Linked DNA regions of Sus scrofa: region 1 is linked to region 2. The links are chromatin contacts, called in public Hi-C maps. All regions are on one chromosome and are shown on one strand. Each heading gives the region's core, a stretch centred on a gene start, on an enhancer-like site or on the middle of the called end of the contact. The rest is flanking DNA. Distances are from core to core; before and after follow the strand shown. Region 1 overlaps POMT2 (protein O-mannosyl-transferase 2). Region 2 has its middle 15 kb from the start of ZDHHC22.

Region 1 (4,384 bases), core at 1,087-3,586, 150 kb before region 2:
AGATCACTGTTAGGGTGGTTTGGTTAAGTCACATGGGCAGTGAGTGTCACTGAGTAGTTTCAGCCTCAATCACTATACAGGACAAAGGTTAAGGGCCCTAGGGTGTTGGGAGAAGCATATGAATTTATATCAGTGATGTCAGTAGGAGGTTGTGCCAGTCTATGTATTTGCACACATGTGAGGGAAGTCCATGTTTGGGCGTTAATGTTGATGTTCTCAGGTACATCAGGATAGTTCAAGACTGGCCATGTCCACAGGAGTTTTTCTGATTTCATAGCAGGATGACAGACTCAGCAATAGGTCAGATTGCAAGCTATAGCTGCCACTTGACTTAGTTGTGCTGTATTAATTTTTTGCCAGGCTGGGTGCTGGGGCTAGGAGGTGAAGAGAGCATTGTTTTCCTTACAGAGACAGCATCAGGTCCTTAACCCACTGAGGTGTAATGGGAACTCTCCGTCTGCTTTTTTTTTTTAATTTTTAATTTAATTTTTAAATTTTTTTTCTTTTGTCCTTTTGAGGGCCGCACCTGTGGCATATGGAGGTTCCCAGGCTAGGGGTCAAATAGGAGCTCTTGCCGCCGGCCTACACCAGAACCACAGGATAGTTGAGCCGAGTCTGCAACCTACACCACAGCTCACGGCAACACCGGATCCTTAACCCACTGAGAGAAGCCAGGGATCGAACCCGCAACCTCATGTTTCCTAGTTGGATTCATTTCCGCTGAGCCATTATAGGAACTCCTCCATCTGCTTTTAATTTAGCCTAACCATCAGTGAACCAGACACAAGCATTAACAGGAACCTCTGAGAATCAAAGGCCCTGCTGAGCCAGCAGCTTTGCTTCAGGTGGTCAAGTGGAAGATAGTTTCTTCCAAAGGCAAAGCTGCCACTTCTCTTGAAAAATCCAGATGCCTCTAGGGCCAGGCCAGCCATACTCTTGAATATACCACTTCCATTTGCCCATTGACACTTGTTGAGCCCTTTCCTTGTTAGCCATGGATTTCAAGTTGACCCACCCCAAAGTGGCACGATCAGGCGAAAGAGCCAGAAAGTCTTCATGGGTCAGGGCCTCAGTTTCAACAAGAGCTTAGTAGATTAGAAAGGGTGTTCTTGGTGCCTGTGTCCAGCAGATGGTGCTGTTTATCCTGGAGAACCTGCTCCCCTGCCCTCCACTCCTGCCACTGCCCCCACCCCCCACCACCCCCAATTCCATCTTTAAAGCAGTAATTTCTGTTTCTCTTTCTGTGATTTATATTGTTTCTCTAGGACCACTCAGGAGGGGACAGGATCACCTCTCACTATGTGGCAGTGTCTGAATGGGGTAATCTTAGGCACATATAGGATAAATATGACTATGCAGTGGGAGCCGTAACAGTGGTTCCAAGGCCCCTACCCACAGGCCACTTTACCTTCCCTTCCCTGCTGGGACTTGGCTCAAACCCAGCAGTTGAACTTGGGTGCTTTTTTTTCCTTCTGGAACTAACAACTCTAATAGGCCTCCATCAGGAGCTGTAATGACAGCCCTTCAGAGGTCATGCCATTCCCAGGTGGGGGATGTGGGGAGGGCTGGATGCAGGGCCTGAGAGACCTTGTTTCCCCTTTAGCCCCTCGATAGGCTTGGCACCACTTCTTCCCTGTGTACTTTCCTGTCTCTGGTGAGCCCCTGAGCTTAGGAGCCCTTTTCTTTCAGTCCCTGTACACACCGCTATGGCTTGCCCTGCAGCCCTCAGCACCTTTGGTAACCTTTGCACCTAGCAAATCCTTCCCCTGCTCCAGGGGTTTGAGTAGGATGCTCCTGTACCCAATAGGTCCTTGAGCTTGGGTCCCTCTCCTCCCCGGAGTTCCCCAGCATGCCAGGGTGGGTGTGTATAGCCGGTAGTCCTCTGGGACAAGGAGACTTTAGTGCCACCTTTAATCATCTTCCTCTTTAAAGCAGCTGAGATTGTGGCGGGGCGGATCATGGGACACAGAGGGACAGAGTGGCTCTGAACCTCTCAGCAAGGCAAACTTACCTTTGGCTTGAGCACACAACTCACCCAAAGACCTTTCAGTGTTTTCATTTTACCCAGATTCTGTACTGAATAGCAGGGTCCTCACTGCTGACACCATTTATGTAAACTTTTGGGGCACCTTGATTCAGCAGCCACAGCCATTTGCCTTTCCCCTGGGGCTGCTTGGCTCATGGCCCCGTGGTTGTGATGGCATCCTTTTCTCTTGGCCCAGAAGCGCATGAGCAGTAAGCAAGGCAGCGCCCAACCACTTTCAATCCTGCCTGTCTCCACTCAGACACATTAATAGCTAGGACCGTGGAGGGCTTCTTATTACCTCCCTTCCCCCCCAGTTGGGCAAGAGCTTTCACTACCAGATTCCAGGGAGTCTTCTCTTATTCTCTCCCTCAGTCCCTGGGGCCCTTGTCCGTTCTTTTATCAAAAGCGATGACTCAGGGTCTCAAGCTCTCATCTACCCAACTTGCCAACTAAGAAGTCAGCCTGTCACTGTTGTATGGATGCTGGCAGAAGATACAGTCCTGGGTCAAGGACTTTATTTCTCACAGCACAGCAGTCAGGATGAGCATCGGTAGGTGGGCCTCAGTTCCCTTTGCTCCCAATGTCCCATGTGATGCCCGGTCTGGCTGAATGCCAGCACATGCATTGGGCTGCATCATAGCTGAGGAACACTGAGCTTGGGGAATCGGCTCTTTTATAATAAGCAGTCTGTGCTCTTTGGCCCAGAGGGAGATGCTGTCTCTTCCTGAGAAGTGGCCTGAGTCAAGAGCAGGCAGGAGCTTGCCTTCTTGGCACCTGCTGCAAGGTCCAAAGGAGCAAGAGAGCCAGGGAGGACTGTCTCCCCACCAGAAACAGGCGCGAAAGCCAGGAGGAAGTGTGAATAGTGCTACTAGTTTTGCTTCAAGTAAAACTCTTATGCCCCTTTATCAGTGTGGTTCCAAACAGACTTCAAAACTAACCCCAATGTTGGGACAGTTTAAGTAGTGCCCAGCATGCGTGGGACGTTATAGTCTCCAGAGTTCTTTCACTCTTATTACCTGATAACCTCCCTGCCAGGTGACATGGCAGATACTCTTATTGTCTTCACTGTGTAGGTGAGAAAAAAGATCCAGAGAGGGTGAGTGATTTTTGCCAGTTATGCTGACAGGAGGTGCTGGAGCTGGGATCCGATCACTCTTTTTTTTTTCCCCTGCAGATCTGTTTTGTCACACTGCTTGGAAGTTATTTCTCTCTTTGACCTCACCATGCCACCGTCCTCACTGCATGTCAGGCAGTGTGCTTAGCAGATGCAGAAGTAGATTTATCCCCCTCCTGTTGGACCCAGGAGTAAAAAAGAAAAAAAAGAACCCTACGCTTTTGGTAAAGGCGGATGTTGCCCCTTATGTTGTAGGTCAGTGGCAACTGCTCATGGAAGCTGTCCTGGGGATGGAGAGTCACTGGAAAGCAACTGTTGGAGTTTCCCTGTGGCGAAGTGGGTTAAGGATCTGGTGTTGTCACTGTAGTGGCGAGAGTCTCTGCTATGGCGAGGGTTCAATCCCTGGCCCCGGAACTTCCACATGCCCTGGGTGCGGCCAAAAAAAGAGAAGTAACTGTTCTGTGCTGCAGGGAGAGCCTACAGAAACGGCCTGGTTCTGCTGCTGTAAAGCCCCCAGTTAGGGTGTGAAGAGGTTTACTGTGGTTGTATAGAAGAACACGATTTTTGCATTGTGTTTAAAAAGCTAATGTATTAAATAACCCTTTCCACAGAAAAGAAAATCATGGACATGAGAATAGACTTGTGATTGCCAAGGGGAAAAGGGAGGGAGTGGGATGGATGGGGAGCTTGGGGTTAAGAGATGCAGACTATTCCCTTTGGAATGGATAAGCAGTGGGATCCTGCTGTATAGCACTGGGAACTCTGTCTAGTCACTTGTGATGGAGCAGGATAATGTGAGAAAAAGAATGTATATATGTATGTGTGACTGGGTCACTTTACTGTATGGTAGAAAATCGACAGAACACTGTAAACGAGCTATAATGGAAAAAAATAAAAATCATTTAAAAAGCTAATGTATTAGAATCATTTATTTCCTTACAAAATAATTTGTACAATAAGGATAGGTGTTAGATCAGTTGTTAATTTAGTAAGCAGTTAGTTCACTATTATAAGATCAATGTGTTCATAGTTCACAGGTTAATTTTCACAGAGTTGGGAGCAAAATCGGACTCCTGGGGCAGCCAGGGTTGGAAGACTCTCCCTGACCAGTGGCCCACAGTGTAGTTTGTAACAGCAAGAGTAGTGTGGTTTCTAAGAGCAAAAGTAGTCTCACAGTTAGCAGCTAGCAGTCTTAGATGAAAATTTTTAATACAAACCCTTCTATGTTATACAAAACTTTTACC
Region 2 (4,157 bases), core at 1,163-3,662:
AGAGAGTGCCTTGCTGGGCACTGGGGGGAGGGGAAGGATCATCCTATATTTGCATATATTTGCATATGATGTTTAATGTTCAAATTTGAACCAGACTAACCTCAACTGTTTTTTTGGGGGGGGAGGCACTCTTAGGGCATGCTGAAGTTCCTGGGACAAGGATCCAACCAGTGCCACAGCTGTAACCAGAGCCAGAGCAGTGACAACGCCAGATGCTTAACCTGCTAAGCCACCAGGGAATTCCCAAGGGTTCATTTTCTAAAAGTAAGCTACTCTCTTGCATAACCACAGTACAAATATTAAACTCAGAAATTTTTTTTGGTCTTTTTATCTTTTTTTTTTAGGGCCCCACCTGTGGCATATGGAGGTTCTCAGGCCAGGAGTCCAATCAGAGCTGTAGCCACTGGCCTACCCAAGAGTCACAACAACGCAGAATCTGAGTGTGTCTGCAACCTACACCAAAGCTCACAGCAATGCCAGTTCCCTAACCCACTGAGCAAAGCCAGGGATCAAACCTCATGAATAGCAGTGTTCGCTAACTGCTGAGCCACAACAGGAACGCCCAAATTCAGATATCTTAATATTGATACAATACAGCTCATATTCCAATTTCACCAGTTACTTCATGTCTCTAGCCAGAATGTAATCCTGTTCCTTATATCAAATCAGTTGGTAGGTATCTTTTTTTTTTTTTGGCCAGGGATCAAACCCATGCCACGGTTGCAGCCTGCACCACAGCTGCAGCAACCCCAGGTCCTTAACCCACTGTGCCACAAGGGAACTTCCCTGGAATTTTTTTCTTTTTTTTTTTTAGGGCCACACCCACAGCATATGGAAGTTCCCAGGTTAGAGGTCCAACTGGAGCTGCAGCTGCCAGCCTACACCACAGCCACAGCTACACCAGATCTGAGCCGTGTCTTCGACCTACACCACAGCTCATGGCAACACTGGATCCTGAACCCTCGGAGCGGTGCCAGGGATTGAACCTGCATCTTCATGGATACTAGTTGGGTTCATTACCACTGAGCTGCAAGAGGAGCTCCCTGAGTTTTTTTTTTTTTTTTTTTTTTTTTTTTTTTTTTTTGTCTTCTTGCTATTTCTTTGGGCCGCTCCCGCGGCATATGGAGGTTCCCAGGCTAGGGGTTGAATCGTAGCTGTAGCCACCGGCCTACGCCAGAGCCACAGCAACGCGGGATCCGAGCCGCGTCTGCAACCTACACCACAGCTCACGGCAACGCCGGATCGTTAACCCACTGAGCAAGGGCAGGGACCGAACCCGCAACCTCATGGTTCCTAGTCGGATTCGTTAACCACTGCGCCACGACGGGAACTCCCCTGAGTTTTTAATAATTAAAAAAAAAAAAAAAAACGAGCAAGTTTGATCAGAAAACTAGAATCTGCCAGGAATATTGTTCAAGGCCAGGAGAGGGGATTTGACAAAGCATGGTTAAAAGCTGTGATGAGCGAAAAAGCAAAAACACATTCTGTTGGAATCCTGTCAATTTCAGACTTTTCATAAACCGGGTCCATAGGAATGAATAGGAACATGTCTGGAAAGGTATAGAGCTGGGTGTTACATAACATCGTGCTTGGGGATTTTGTATGAAGACAAAAAGCGGTTTTTAGCGAGGGAAGACGTCCGTCTTCCATCCCGCCTGCCTTCTGAGCATCCAGCCCACTCAGACTCCCCTTCGGTCACTTACAGGCAGCCCCGCCCCACAGGGGCCCAGCTCTCAGGCAGGTGTGGGGGAGGTCACAGCCCCACCCCACAGGAACCAAGCCCCTCTGGGCACAGGGATGCACCCTCATTCATCTCTGTCTCCCACAGCCCCGGGACAAGTCTCATAAAAGCCCGTTACCTCAAAGCCCCCCCTCAGAGCCCGGAACACTTCTGTCAAATGAGAGCAGCCAGGTGGGTGTGACTCACGGGGACTGCGGGTTTTTTTTGGGGGGGGGGGCGGTGCTCAGCATGAGAGAAGATGGAGATGGGCAAGTAGAGGGAGCATCTTGTTCCTGGACCTGTCCATCATCCATCCTGGGTGTACAGGACCGCCGGTGGCCCTCGGGCAGGGTGGGGGCTGGGCGGAGCAGAGGGCTGGCAGAAAGGGGTGAGGACAGAGAGGGCCGCCGAGATGGCAGCTGAGGGATGGGGCAGTGAGAGCTGCCTTCCCTTTGTTTCCTCAGCTTCTACATCTCATGGGGAACAAAGCCTCTCTCTGCTGGGAGGGGCTCCTTTCCCTTAAGCTGGGAGAGGGCGCTGTGTGTGTGTGTGTGTGTGTGTGTGTGTGTGTGTGTGTTTGTGTGTGTGTGTGTGTGTGTGTGTGCGCGCGCGCGCAGCATGTGCAAAAGCTCTCTCTCCCTCCCTCTCCCGTCTCTCCCTCCCTCCTTCCCTCACAACAGGCCTGCCCCCCTCCTTGGAAGCTTCCATGGGAATGACTCAGCAGGAAAGCCAGGCCTGCTCCTTGCTCAGGCTCCAGTGCAGGTGCTGCCCCCCTCCACCGGCTCCCTGCCCCCTGCTTCTTCCTGTGGCACCCCCCAGGCTGGCCAGCTTGAGGCATGGATCTCTCTGACCTGATCACAAGGCTTCCCAGGCTGGAGGCCCTGTGATATTACTTGGCCTTGAGGAGGGGAGCAGGGCAGCCGCTGCCAGTCAGCACAGACCCCCACTCACCCCAGTCCCACGCTCTCCCCGCAGGGGCTAACCTTTCTGGTTCCTGTGCCAGGCACTGTGCCAGGAGCTCAGCACTCAGCGTGCATGGCTTCATTTCATCCTTTCCTAGTGAGCTCGGGGCTCTGATTGTGGTCACTTACAGATTCAGAAAATGAGGCACAAGAGGCCGAACAAGTGGGCCGAGTCACACTCCTCATACCCAGCTCTGACAGTCCGCCAGCCCGGGTGGGCGAGTGTCGGCCAGCACCGCGAAAGAACGGGAGCGAGCGGCAAATACAGCAAAGCAACAGCAGGGAACCCCCCATGCTCACCCAGCAGGGCACCCTCAATCCATCCCGTGCCTCTGCGAGATGAGCCACCAGGCCGCCATCAGAAAGGATGAGGCACTCTGTACATGCAGACGGGAGCAGATACATGGGGCCAGAAATGGTGACAGGCCAGCTCTCAGCAGCTTGGAGGGCTGCGAGAGAGATGGGCCTGACTCTGGCGAGCCCAGACACAGACTCTGCACACACCAGAAATAAAGCAGCTTGCAGAGCGGAGTCCCCGAGGGCTGCCGTGTGTGTGTGTGTGTGTGTGTGTGTGTCTCTGTATGTGTGTGTGTGTCTCTGTATGTGTGTGTGTTACACGCACACTTGGCTAGAGGCTCTAGAAGCAGAGACAAGGAAGTGGTGACAGAAGTTGCCCCCCCCCCAGGGGGAAGGAGAACAGAGACTGGCAGCAGAGGGAGGAGGAAGACCAGCACTGAGGCACCTCTGCAGGTCAGACCTCCCACAGAGCCTTCGGAAGATGAGAAACGGCTGTTTAGAAACTATCACGCGGCTGTTTAGAAACTATCACGCGTAGGTAAAAGCCAGCTCTGGGTCTGCCTAACCCAGCGCTCAGACGCTGAGCCTTAAGAGTGGACAACAGTGTATGTGTGTGTGTGTGTATTTGTGAATGTATGATTGGGTGAGTACGTGCGTGCTTGTGTGCCTGAGTGAGAGTGTGTTTGTAGGTAGGAGCAGTTGTCTGCGTGTGAACTTCCAGAGTATCCAGCTCCTGGTCCGGAAGTCCAGTTTTTAGGATGCGGGCTGAGAAGCTCTTAACCCCTAACGGCCCTCCCGGCCCTCTCCCCATCCTGCCTCCTTTGATTGCCACGGGGAGGGGAGCAGGCTGCCCAGATAGCTGCCCCCCCACCTTTTAGGGCCCTCTGGGAGGGTCCTGGCACTAGACTAATTTAGTGGCCCTGGGCTAAGATGCGGGGAGAGAGGACGACAAAGCCAGAGCCAAGGGCAGGGATGGGGAACCAAAGGCACGGGTATGAGGCCATCCTTGCTGAGTGGGAGGGTGATTTTTCTGATTGGAGACAGGCTGGTGCCCTGGAGATCAGGGGTCAGGAATGGGGGTGGGGGCGGCAGCCGCCCACAGCTCTGTGTCTCACAGCGATCACCAAACCACAGGCCAGGTATATGGCTTATTGCCAACATTACCTCTTTTCTCCCTC

What was found. Hi-C and Micro-C count contacts between places; a contact is called where the count stands out from the background.
Region 1: a Hi-C map of embryonic fibroblasts shows a contact between it and region 2, with 3 times the contacts expected there. The contact joins two enhancer-like sites. A contact is called at or near these places in 2 of 47 Hi-C or Micro-C datasets (embryonic fibroblasts and epiblast stem cells).

What each region holds. Positions count from the first base shown.
Region 1 is chr7:100,386,388-100,390,771 of Sscrofa11.1, reverse strand. All of the region lies in intron 1 of POMT2 (protein O-mannosyl-transferase 2), which reads left to right. Among named protein-coding and RNA genes, the nearest start is that of POMT2, 3.6 kb to the left of the region's middle. Within about 2 kb of position 2,336, at least 10 of the 83 cell types and tissues checked have an H3K27ac peak or open chromatin away from gene starts, as enhancers often do. A contact at or near this core is called in embryonic fibroblasts, where this site is marked.
Region 2 is chr7:100,238,701-100,242,857 of Sscrofa11.1, reverse strand. No RefSeq gene overlaps it. Among named protein-coding and RNA genes, the nearest start is that of ZDHHC22, 15 kb to the right of the region's middle. Within about 2 kb of position 2,412, at least 23 of the 83 cell types and tissues checked have an H3K27ac peak or open chromatin away from gene starts, as enhancers often do. A contact at or near this core is called in embryonic fibroblasts, where this site is marked.